Regions from separate parts of the Mus musculus genome. Here region 2 is linked to region 1. Evidence: chromatin contacts called from public HiChIP or PLAC-seq data. All regions are on one chromosome and are shown on one strand. The core of a region is the stretch at or near the end of the contact, and the rest is flanking DNA. Distances in the headings are between cores, read along the strand shown.

What was found. HiChIP or PLAC-seq counts read pairs in DNA pulled down with a chosen protein or histone mark.
Region 2: a contact with region 1 is called in a FOXA1 HiChIP or PLAC-seq map of pancreatic cancer cells. The contact joins two enhancer-like sites. A contact is called at or near these places in 5 of 39 promoter capture datasets (the C10 cell line, hippocampal neurons and liver), 1 of 484 Hi-C or Micro-C datasets (pancreatic cancer cells) and 2 of 115 datasets of contacts at active chromatin or transcription factors (pancreatic cancer cells and stem cell-derived neural progenitor cells).

What each region holds. Positions count from the first base shown.
Region 1 is chr2:18,989,350-18,994,997 of GRCm38.p6, forward strand. The region is part of intron 1 of Pip4k2a (phosphatidylinositol-5-phosphate 4-kinase, type II, alpha); the gene reads right to left. Among named protein-coding and RNA genes, the nearest start is that of Pip4k2a, 5.9 kb to the right of the region's middle. Within about 2 kb of position 3,297, at least 37 of the 459 cell types and tissues checked have an H3K27ac peak or open chromatin away from gene starts, as enhancers often do. A contact at or near this core is called in pancreatic cancer cells, where this site is marked.
Region 2 is chr2:19,325,280-19,330,927 of GRCm38.p6, forward strand. No RefSeq gene overlaps it. Among named protein-coding and RNA genes, the nearest start is that of 4930447M23Rik, 16 kb to the right of the region's middle. Within about 2 kb of position 2,717, at least 27 of the 459 cell types and tissues checked have an H3K27ac peak or open chromatin away from gene starts, as enhancers often do. A contact at or near this core is called in pancreatic cancer cells, where this site is marked.

The DNA of each region.
Region 1 (5,648 bases), core at 2,047-4,546:
ATAGTGAATAATCCATTCTTCGATGCCTGTGTTAGCTACTTTTCTATTGCTGTGAAGATATCATGACCAACGCATCTTATAAAAACGGGCACTTAATTAGGGGCTTTCTCAAATCTAAGTGGATCAAGGAACTTCACTTAAAACCAGAGACACTGAAACTTATAGAGGAGAAAGTGGGGAAAAGCCTTGAAGATATGGGCACAGGGGAAAAATTCCTGAACAGAACAGCAATGGCTTGTGCTGTAAGAATGAGAATTGACAAATGGGACCTAATGAAACTCCAAAGTTTCTGCAAGGCAAAAGACACCGTCAATAAGACAAAAAGACCACCAACAGATTGGGAAAGGATATTTACCTATCCTAAATCAGATAGGGGACTAATATCCAACATATATAAAGAACTCAAGAAGGTGGACTTCAGGAAATCAAATAACCCCATTAAAAAATGGGGCTCAGAACTGAACAAAGAATTCTCACCTGAGGAATACCGAATGGCAGAGAAGCACCTAAAAAAATGTTCAACATCCTTAATCATCAGGGAAATGCAAATCAAAACAACCCTGAGATTCCACCTCACACCAGTCAGAATGGCTAAGATCAAAAATTCAGGTGACAACAGATGCTGGCGTGGATGTGGAGAAAGAGGAACACTCCTCCATTGTTGGTGGGATTGCAGGCTTGTACAACCACTCTGGAAATCAGTCTGGCGGTTCCTCAGAAAATTGGACATAGTACTACCGGAGGATCCAGCAATACCTCTCCTGGGCATATATCCAGAAGATGCCCCAACTGGTAAGAAGGACACATGCACCACTATGTTCATAGCAGCCTTATTTATAATAGCCAGAAGCTGGAAAGAACCCAGATGCCCCTCAACAGAGGAATGGATACAGAAAATGTGGTACATCTACACAATGGAGTACTACTCAGCTATTAAAAAGAATGAATTTATGAAATTCCTAGCCAAATGGATGGACCTGGAGGGCATCATCCTGAGTGAGGTAACACATTCACAAAGGAACTCACACAATATGTACTCACTGATAAGTGGATATTAGCCCAAAACCTAGGATACCCAAGATATAAGATATAATTTCCTAAACACATGAAACTCAAGAAAAATGAAGACTGAAGTGTGGACACTATGCCCCTCCTTAGAAGTGGGAACAAAACACCCTTGGAAGGAGTTACAGAGACAAAGTTTGGAGCTGAGATGAAAGGATGGACCATGTAGAGACTGCCATATCCAGGGATCCACCCCATAATCAGCATCCAAACGCTGACACCATTGCATACACTAGCAAGATTTTATTGAAAGGACCCAGATGTAGCTGTCTCTTGTGAGACTATGCCGGGGCCTAGCAAACACAGAAGTGGATGCTCACAGTCACCTAATGGATGGATCACAGGGCTCCCAATGGAGGAGCTAGAGAAAGTACCCAAGGAGCTAAAGGGATCTGCAACCCTATAGGTGGAACAACATTATGAACTAACCAGTACCCCGGAGCTCTTGACTCTAGCTGCATATGTATCAAAAGATGGCCTAGTTGGCCATCACTGGAAAGAGAGGCCCATTGGACACGCAAAATTTATATGCCCCAGTACAGGGGAACGCCAGGGCCAAAAAGGGGGAGTGGGTGGGTAGGGGAGTGGGGGTGGGTGGGTATGGGGGACTTTTGGTATAGCATTGGAAATGTAAATGAGCTAAATACCTAATAAAAAATTAAAAAAAAATTAGGGGCTTTCTTATAGTTTCAGAGGGTATGTTCATGAACAGCATGACAGGGAGCATGGCAGCAGGAAGGCATGGTGCAGGAACAGTAACTGAGATCTTATATCTGACACAAAACGTACATCTATTCATCTCAGATGGAGAACCCGTGACAGACCAATGTGTGGATACCATCAAAGTCCAATTTGATGAACCAATGAGTTTTATTGGGATTATTTACAGGAATATTGGTAAGGAATTACTCAAAGGAACAGAAATGACTCAGAGACAGCTGTATCAGCAAGGCCCACCCCAGCATTGGGTGGCAGCTCACAAAGCCAGGAACCTGAAACACTGCACACCTGCAGCTCAACAGGTTAGAGAGTGTCCTTTCCTGGCACCTCAATTGATCTAAATGTCTTCTAGGTAGCTCATATTATTTCTGCTCCTTCTAGGCAGCTGGTCTAATCTCAGAATCTGCATTGCAGCTCACATTGACTTTGCAAAGAACTCTTGGCTTTTATTGTTCACTCTAGTAGGTAGACCTAGAGAATATAGTCAGTTTCAGGGACTTCCTGAAGCATTTTGAGTTGTTTACCTTTCTGCTCAAGGGGCTTCCCTGCAGGATAGAATGTTTCAATCTACATCCTCAAGCAGGAAGCAGAGAAAAATGAGATTCATGTGGACTTTGGAGACCTAAAAGCCCATGCCCAGTGACACTCTTTCAAAAGGGCACTTCTCCTAATCCTTCTCAAACAGTTCCATGAACTATGAACCAAGCATTTATACATATGAGCCTATGGGGGCTAGTCTCATTCAAACTACCACAATTACCAACTGTGTGTGGAGGAGTCTCAACTCTATTCCCACCCTCCTATTGTTCTGGAGTTCTAATCCCCTAAGGTGATAACCAGGCTATCCACAATCTTCACCAGCAAGTCAGTATTTCATAAACTATAAAATCCCTTTCCAATGCACAATCCCCTCTCTTAGCTTTTCTATTTCTATTACAGGGTTACCATATTAAGGCAGTGGTTCTCAACCTGGGGGTCCTGACCCCTTTACAGGAGTTTCATATCAGACATTTACATTACAATTCAAAACAGTAACAAAATTAGTTATGAAGTAGCAATGAAATAATGTTATGGCTGGGGTCACCACAACATAAGTAATTACATTAATAATGCTTAGCACCATTAGGAAGGTTGAGAGCGAAAGCAATTCATCACACACAGCTGGGAGACAAATTCTTAACATTTATTTGTTTAAAGTCATTCCTTCCTCTGCCTTGCTTCCTTAAGACCAGCTCAGAGGCTCAGACCATCGCCACCTAAAATCATACTCACAAGACCTGCTGAATCAGTGTCTGAAAAGTTCCCAAGTGATCCTTGTGATTTATAGGCATAATAAATTTGGAAAACTGTTGATCTAGTGCTTACTAATATGTTACCAACATAACTGTGTTGGGGGGGTGGGGGGTGGTCTTGTGCACTATGTATTCAGATGCTGCTGTATATATACCAGACATCTGTCTACAGTCCCGACCATGGCACGGTCAAGCACCTCTGGTTTCAATGTCATGTAAAAAAATGTTTCTGATTGCTCAATAAAGAGCTGACTCAGACTATGCCTGGGCAGAGGAGATAAGAAGGCTGAACTTCTGATCTCAGCTGGGGAGCCCAGAAGGGGGGGAAAAAAAGTAAGAGAATGACCACGAGGAAAGAAGGGACAGGTGACCATGAGGCAGAAGGTCCAGGAGTCATGATGAGAGGTCACCAAGGGATTCACCATGAGGACATACAGAGCAGAGCAAGCTAGAGCAAGACTCACAGTACAAATAACACCAGGCCTATGGCTAGGATGCAGATAGCTTAGAGGGTTAAAATAAATGCATATTTGCCCAGTCAGAGTGCTTAAAGCTTGCTAATAAACTTAATAGATCTTTGTGTCGATTATTTGGGAGCTAGACCAGGAACAAATAAAGCTATCATCCACAAATTGCAGCCTACATAACTGATTTAAATTTGGTCAGTTTAAGGAATCATGACTGAATCCTTAGTACTTACCAGTAGGCTTTGGATACATTGTCTCATTTAACACTCAAAATAGTTCCTTGAGGCAATCGTCCATGTTAAGGATGCGTAAAGTGAGATTCAAGTGGGTAAACCAGCTGCTCAAAAACCCATAAACAATAAAGCAGGAATTGATCCTAATCAGCCTGACCACAAACAATCCTGCCAAATTGCACCAACTCCTGTCAGTGTTGATTTATGTATTTCAAGTTCATGCTGGCAAAATTAACTGCTCTATCAACTTAACACCAATTCTGTTGGTGTACTGCAGTTCTTATTGGCAGTCTTTCTAAAGGCATAGCAGATCATCCTGCCTTGGGGCGGCATTCTGAACACTGGAAAAAGATAATACTAATCTTTGAAGGGAACACTAAGTAAGCCTTAATAGTAAACTGCCATGTGTGACTGTTTCTTTCTTTAGAAAAGTAAAGGAAAAAACGGTGTGGGGCTAGCTCTGGAATGCATGGCTGGTTGGGTTCCACTTTGTGAGCTCTGTCTAGTATCTAACTTCTTTATATTTTAATTGCCTCATCATGTCATTTTCAGTCACTCTCATTCCATAGTAATAATCCACACCACTTATAAACCTATCCTCCTCCTCCTCTTCTTCTTCCTCCTCTTCTTCCTCCTCTTCTTCCTCCTCCTGCTTCTCCTGCACCTCCTTTTGTCTGTATCCAAATATCAACCCATGGAACCCAGAAAAATTACATTTTTGGAATAAAATATTACCTATCTTCAATCCCCACCTTGTTGAGAATAAAATGCATGTTTCAGATGTCCCACGTGGAAAACTCGGCATCCTCTAATCCACACATGACAAGGCATGTTGTCAGAAGACTGACCTGAGCAGACGCCCCACAGGCATGAAGATCAACACCAACTCTATTCCTAGGACAGATGCCTGCCTCACCGCCCACCCAGCTCTTGGGAACTCTCTCTAGGGGCTCATTTCCTGAATAGTTTTTAACTACTTAGTCCAAGAGGAAACTACAACTGATTGAATCCAGACAAGTCAAGATCTTTGGTAGTATTTCCAGGCCTGAATTAGGAAACAGGCCATCCTTTTGGGGAGCAGAATGACAGGTTAAAATTAGGAGGTCAACAGTTCCTAGTCCCACAGCGTTTCTCAGGCAGCTATGAACAAAGAAAGGTATATAAAGCCAGGTTGGATAGGAAAGTGCGACTGTACCTGGTTCTTACCATGGCTGGTTCCCCTCCTTTCTTACACTGTGACTATCTCCAAAGTTCCTATAATACTTAAGAATTTTCCTGTAAATTATTTGTGTGTCTATGGCTTGAAGCCACAATGGCTTAATAGCAATAAAGTGGCTATTTCTAAAAACAATATTTGTTTTACATAAGTTACTTTGTACAGATAGCACTGTGTCTCCCTTCATATACCTAAATAGAGTTTGAAATACTAATCTCCAAAGAGCTCACATTTCACAGTGTATAAAAATCTTTTAAAATATCTATTTAAAACAAGTCTTGGCTCATACATTCGACATGCTCCCTGCACTACTAAAATACCACTTTAAGACGCTAACTGCCTGATCATTTTTAGTTTAATTTTGAATGTAACAAGATAAAACTGCCTCCTTAAGTCATCTTTTCCTTTATGTATTCAATTATATTCTCTGCTTAAAATGCTTAAAATAAAAATTGGCACGGATCCACTCACTGATGGAGATTTTAAGTTAGAAAGCAGTAACATAGCAAATTAAGTGCACAATGGCAAGCTTATTCTCTACACCGAGCATTGTCCAAATCAAGATTTTTTTTTTTAATTACCACTACAATGGACTGGGAAGTTTTCATCTTAATTGTAAATTTCTACATTTCAATCAAATAGACTTTGATTTAAT
Region 2 (5,648 bases), core at 1,467-3,966, 340 kb after region 1:
ATCAGACTCCTGCTTGACTCTGCAAAGGCACTATCAAAGTTTCTCTTGTCTTGGGGGGATAACATACTCTGACAAAGCATTTCAAGGGAGAAAGTGGTGCCAGTCTAACCCATTGTTTAAGATCTTGTCCATCATGGCACTTAAGCCAAGCTGGCAAAAGCTTGAAGCACTCGGTCCCATAGAATCCGTAGGGAAAGCAGAGAATGACGAACATGTTGCCTATCACCCTTCTCTCTTTCTCCATTTACACAGTTAGGGATCCTCTGTCCAGGGAATGACTTGCCCACAATTAAGATAAGTCTTCCTTCATCAATTATCTCAATCAAGGCATGCCCAGAGGTCTTTTCCTGATGATTGTGGATTCTGTCAAGTTGACAGTTAGCATTTACCATGGTGGTCACTCACAGAGCATCTGTCAAACCTACCTCATACGCTGCCCCCCCCATCCAGTACCAAGGCTGAAACTACAGAGATAATCAAGCCGTAATCAGGCAGATACTTGCAACCTCATTTTGATGGTAGGGTAGGTTCAGAGGGATTGGCTCCTTATACAAGGTAACTAAAAACAGGATAGAAGTTTTGGTGTCTCTATTTCTATCTGTGTCTGTACTTTATACTGAAGACACAGAAACAAATAATGTAAGGGTCTGTGATTTGGCAAGAATGATACCCTAGACTCAAACAGTATGCAACAGCAAAGAGTATTTATTCAGCAGAGAACCTGCAGGCAGAGGTCCACCATACTTCAGGATGGAAGACAGAGGTGTGGATTTTGCAGGGTCAATTTAACGCCTGTTAGGGTAGCAGTGGGTGACTTTTACCTTTCTTTCCCTTGATTGGTTGGTTCTATCACCAGGGGTTTGGGTGCCTTTGTGATTGGTTAAGGCGCTGGGGTATGTTAGGGGACTTTGACTGGTTAACTATACTTGCCTGCCTCAAACTAGGTGGTGGGGCAGCTTCAAGAGCTTCTAATTAGCTGCCCGTGAGGTTGGCTCAGGCTAAGTGGAGGGGCAGCTTCCTGAGTGGCTGCCCATGAAGGGTGTTTTATTCTGGAATTGCCTTGTTTTGGACTTTTCTAATTCTGGGAAACAGAAACTTAGGCCGAGTCTCCCAAACTGCCAGTTTGCAGCCTGTCATGGAGTCAGCCTGACTCTGGATAACTCTGTCCTCTCAACAAGTCTTTGACCTTAACTTTAACTCTAATTATTTCTCCATTTTGAATTACAGGACAGACCTACCTTCCCATGAAGAGAATTATCTAGGAGGGTGAGGCTAACCTCTCAGCAATGAACAGGTTAATAATTAATGACTTATTGAGCCACCTTAGATGACAGAACACCTTCAGTACAACCTGACAGACTTGAGTTAAGACCATGAGCAATGTTTGGGTGAACCACATCTTGACTAGATTTGTCCTCTTTCTAATGAAACAGAATAAAAAAATATCCTTTCCCTGCTGTAACCATGTCTTTAAATGGTGAATTGGCAGGTGAGCTGACCCTGATGAGGCTGTCAGAACCTATACTTTTGTCTTAAAAACTCTGGGAAGAGGCTTATCCACCTGCCAAGCCATATAAAGTGGGGAAGACACCCAGAGTTTACTGAATGTGGGGACAGGAGAGTGGAAGACACCCAGAGGCCCAAAGCTACAGGATAGGATCTCCATGACACAGGGCAACAACAGGCTATCTGAGAGGAGTCCCAGTGAGAATCGAGTATTGGTAGTATAGCAGAAGCCAGAGACCTCAAACCAGACCAATGACTCACTGCAATGAAGATTTGCAAGTAAAGATGTGTGGACAAAAGGGTGACACACTCACTTCTACAATGACATATTTTGTTTGTTTTTTATTTTCTTTTGGGGGGGGTTCAAGGGTGGTGGGTGGACACAGAGGTTCCAGGAGATGAGTAGTGTCTTAGTCAGGGTTTTTATTCCTGCACAAACATCATGACCAAGAAGCAAGTTGGGGCGGAAAGGGTTTATTCAGCTTAAACTTCCACATTGCTGTTCATCACCAAAGAACAGGATAGGAACTCAAGCAGGTCAGGAAGCAGGAGCTGATGCAAAGGCCATGAAGGGATGTTACTTACTGGCTTGCTCAGCTTTCTTTCTTATAGAACCCAGGACTACCAGCACAGGGGTGGCACCACCCACAATGGGCGCTCTCACTTTGATCACTAATTGAGAAAATGCCTTGCAGCTGGATCTCATGGAGGCATTTCCTCAAGGGAGGCTCCTTTCTCTGTGATAACTCCAGCGTGTGTCAAGTTGACAAAGGAAAACCAGCCAGTAAAAGTAGGGTTGGTGTGAATGATGTGAAATTCACATAAGAATCATAAAAGTTAAAACAAACAAAAAAAAAACCCAACCAAATAAAAATCCCTTTGGAACAGCTTTGTTGAGCTGTTATGCAAATATGAAGATCACTATGTAGGCCAGACTGCCTGGGGCTTGTAATAATTTTCTACATTTTCCTAGTGCTGAGATTCCAGGTTTTATACTGTCCACAGGTCCAGTCTCTGGGGCTGAGCGGAATGGTGAGTGTCAAGGCCCAAAACAAACACACCTGGGCCAGGAGTCTGTTAAAGCAGGAACTCACTTTATTAAACTAGGCACTTGTTTATATAGACAGGACAAGGAGGTGAGGATAGGGGTATGGGGTGAGATGACACATGGGGTGGAGTGAGATGACAAAGGCTGGGGGCGATCTCACGGGTCCTATAAGAAATTGACACATCAGCAGTGGTTAGGCAGAGGCTGTCTCATTCAGGTTGGTAGGTCCTGCTGAGTCATTCTTAAGTGGAGAAGAACGACAGGTCTTGAAAATTGAGCCAGGCTCAGGTTTGTCCAACATTATACAAGTTCTGCCCCTCACAGTTGTAGGCCAATCCATTATCCACTGAGCCATCCTCAAATCCCTAGCTATGAAGGCTTTAATGCTTTATATTCAAAGCAGCTAGACTTCCTAGGACGCTGGTTTACTTTAGTTATGTTTTCAAAGGGCTTAATTTTAAAAGATAGTAATTAAATGATTCATGTTTCCTGTTTAGTTTTGTAGAGCTTTTAACAGGATCTGGCTCATTTAAACTTGTTTAGGTTGAAATCTTTTATCAACCATTTTATAACTCCTTTATAAACATGGTTATCTCATATATGAAGTATACTTAACAGATCAAGTGATAAATCTACTCATTGTCCTTGCTGCTGTTTTTGAATATATGTTTCAAGATGTTTCAAAATGTAATATATTTTTTAAAGAGATAGGCTTTCACAATGCTCATAGTCTGGTCTCTTCTAGAACTTTCTGTGTAAAGTAGGCTTGCCTTGAACTCACAGAGATCTTCCTGCTTCTGCCTCCCTGGTTCATGGATTAAAAGCAGACACTTAATATGTGTATCTAAGCAATTTTTAAAAATCATCTTTATTTTGAATCAGGGTCTCATGTAGCCTAGGCTAGCCTACAACTCACTATGTAGCCAACGATAACCTTAAACTTCTGACCTTTCTTCTTCAATTTGCCAAGTGATGGGTTACAACCTTGTGCCACCATAAGCAGTAAGGACAAAATTTGGTGCTCCAATGTAAAATAGGAACTTAACTACAAGTAGGCCAATGTTCTAAGAAAGTCTGAATGCCTTGAACAAATCTTATGGTCAGTCATAGTGAAGAATCCCTGCAACCCCAGCATTCAGAAGACAGTTGCATGGGGACTGCTGCAGGATTGAGGCTAGCCTGATCTAAAAGCAACTAGCCTTTGTCTAAAATACTGTTCTGCTCTCAGTGGGGTTTGCAAAAAGGCATTGACTTAGCTGAGCAGGTTTTGTTTGCTTCCTGCTGCTTTTGTCAGGCTTTGAGTACTAAGGAAAGGAGTTCTGACAAAGTCCAGATTCATTTAAGTTCCTGCTTCTGTCAAGCTTGTTACATGGGCACTTTATGCATGCTATTACTTTAAGGTGATTCTATGGCTTTCAAACCCTTCCCATCTGTGACTAAACAGGCACAGAGATGTGTGTCCAAACATTCGAATATTGTGAAAATATTTGTATAGTTAAAGGCACATATGCTTAACACATATAAAATGATGAACAAGTATTCTCTTTCATATAATATATATTGATTCTGGATTTGTAACACAAAATGGCTAATAAAAAATTTTAAACATCTCTACTTTTTATTATATACTTGCCATTTAGGCAAACCTTCTATTTAAACCTGTTCTAAATTTATTTATCTCAACCAAATAAGCACTTGGGTTTTGTATATATGAACTCGTAGGAACATCAGAAAATTATTCTATTGGAGTACATTGTCTGAAAATTTGTTAGAAGTCTAGATTTTTTTTTATTTTTGCCAATGCAGTAAACATGTGTTTACCTAGATAAATATTTTAAAATTTGCTTCAAAAGTAGAAACTTCAGATGGGGAGTTGTCTAGTGTGATAGTACCTGCTGCACAGGCATGGGGACCTGAGTTCAAATCCCCAGCACACACATAAAAGCTGGGCACAACCATGCAAGTCCTCATAATCATAACAGTGGTGAGAGAAGATAGAAATGGGAGGATTTCTCAGGCTTGCTGGCCTCTAGCCCAAACACACACACACACACACACACACACACACACACACACACCACACACACACACACACACACACACACACACCACACACACACACACACACACACACACACCCCACACACACACCACACACACCACACACACACACTACACACACACACACACACACACACACACACAACACACACACAAAACACACACTGCAAGTTCTTTGAGAGGGTGGACCTTTTCTTGGCTCTTACTGAGTTTAGTTCTCCGTGCTAGGATCTTAGGCAATCACTAGTAACCAAAGTCACCCCGAAGCCATTGGATTCTCAATTCCTTGTCTCATATCCAAGAAGAATATGGAAGCATGGGCAAAGAGTGAGGAAAGTGAACACTGATTTATTTAGAGAAAATTGGGGGATTCCCCAGGAGCGGGAGAGGCTACAGGGGAGGAATATGACCATGTTCTCCGCCTGGTGGGCTTTTATGGATATGGATGGAGACTAATGGTTGGAGCATCTCATGAGCAGAACGTGTGAGACCACACAATCTGTGCAACCTTCCTTCACCCAACAAGATAGTTACTCATTTATTCAGGGGATCACGTTTACTATGTGATTAACTCATGACTTCCTATGCACCTTGCCCTTGTTGTTTGAGGGCAGTTATCTCCTTTTTTAGAAGTAGAAGTTAAATTAATGTCTATGTAAAAGACTTCTAAGTAGCTCTGTGTTCACTGTTCTGGTGTCTTTGTATGTTTAGTGTATCTATGTTGCTCGATTGTGTAAGCCTTTTAGAATACAAAGCTTAGCGGAACATTTTGCTAACTTGGTATCCTCTAACATGAGATGGTCAGTGGTACTTTCCATATCCAGGCTTGTGATCCTGTATCCCTATTTATGTCGTGACTACCACCTTTAAGCAAAAACAGTCACACATGCCCTAGACCTCACTCCAGGTGGTGCTCTTTGATGAACAGAAGGTATTGGGTATAGATCAGCAAATGAATACATTTGTAAAAAAAAGGTCTAACTTTTTAAACTATTTTTATCTCATTTATTTTGTTCACATGTATATGGACTAC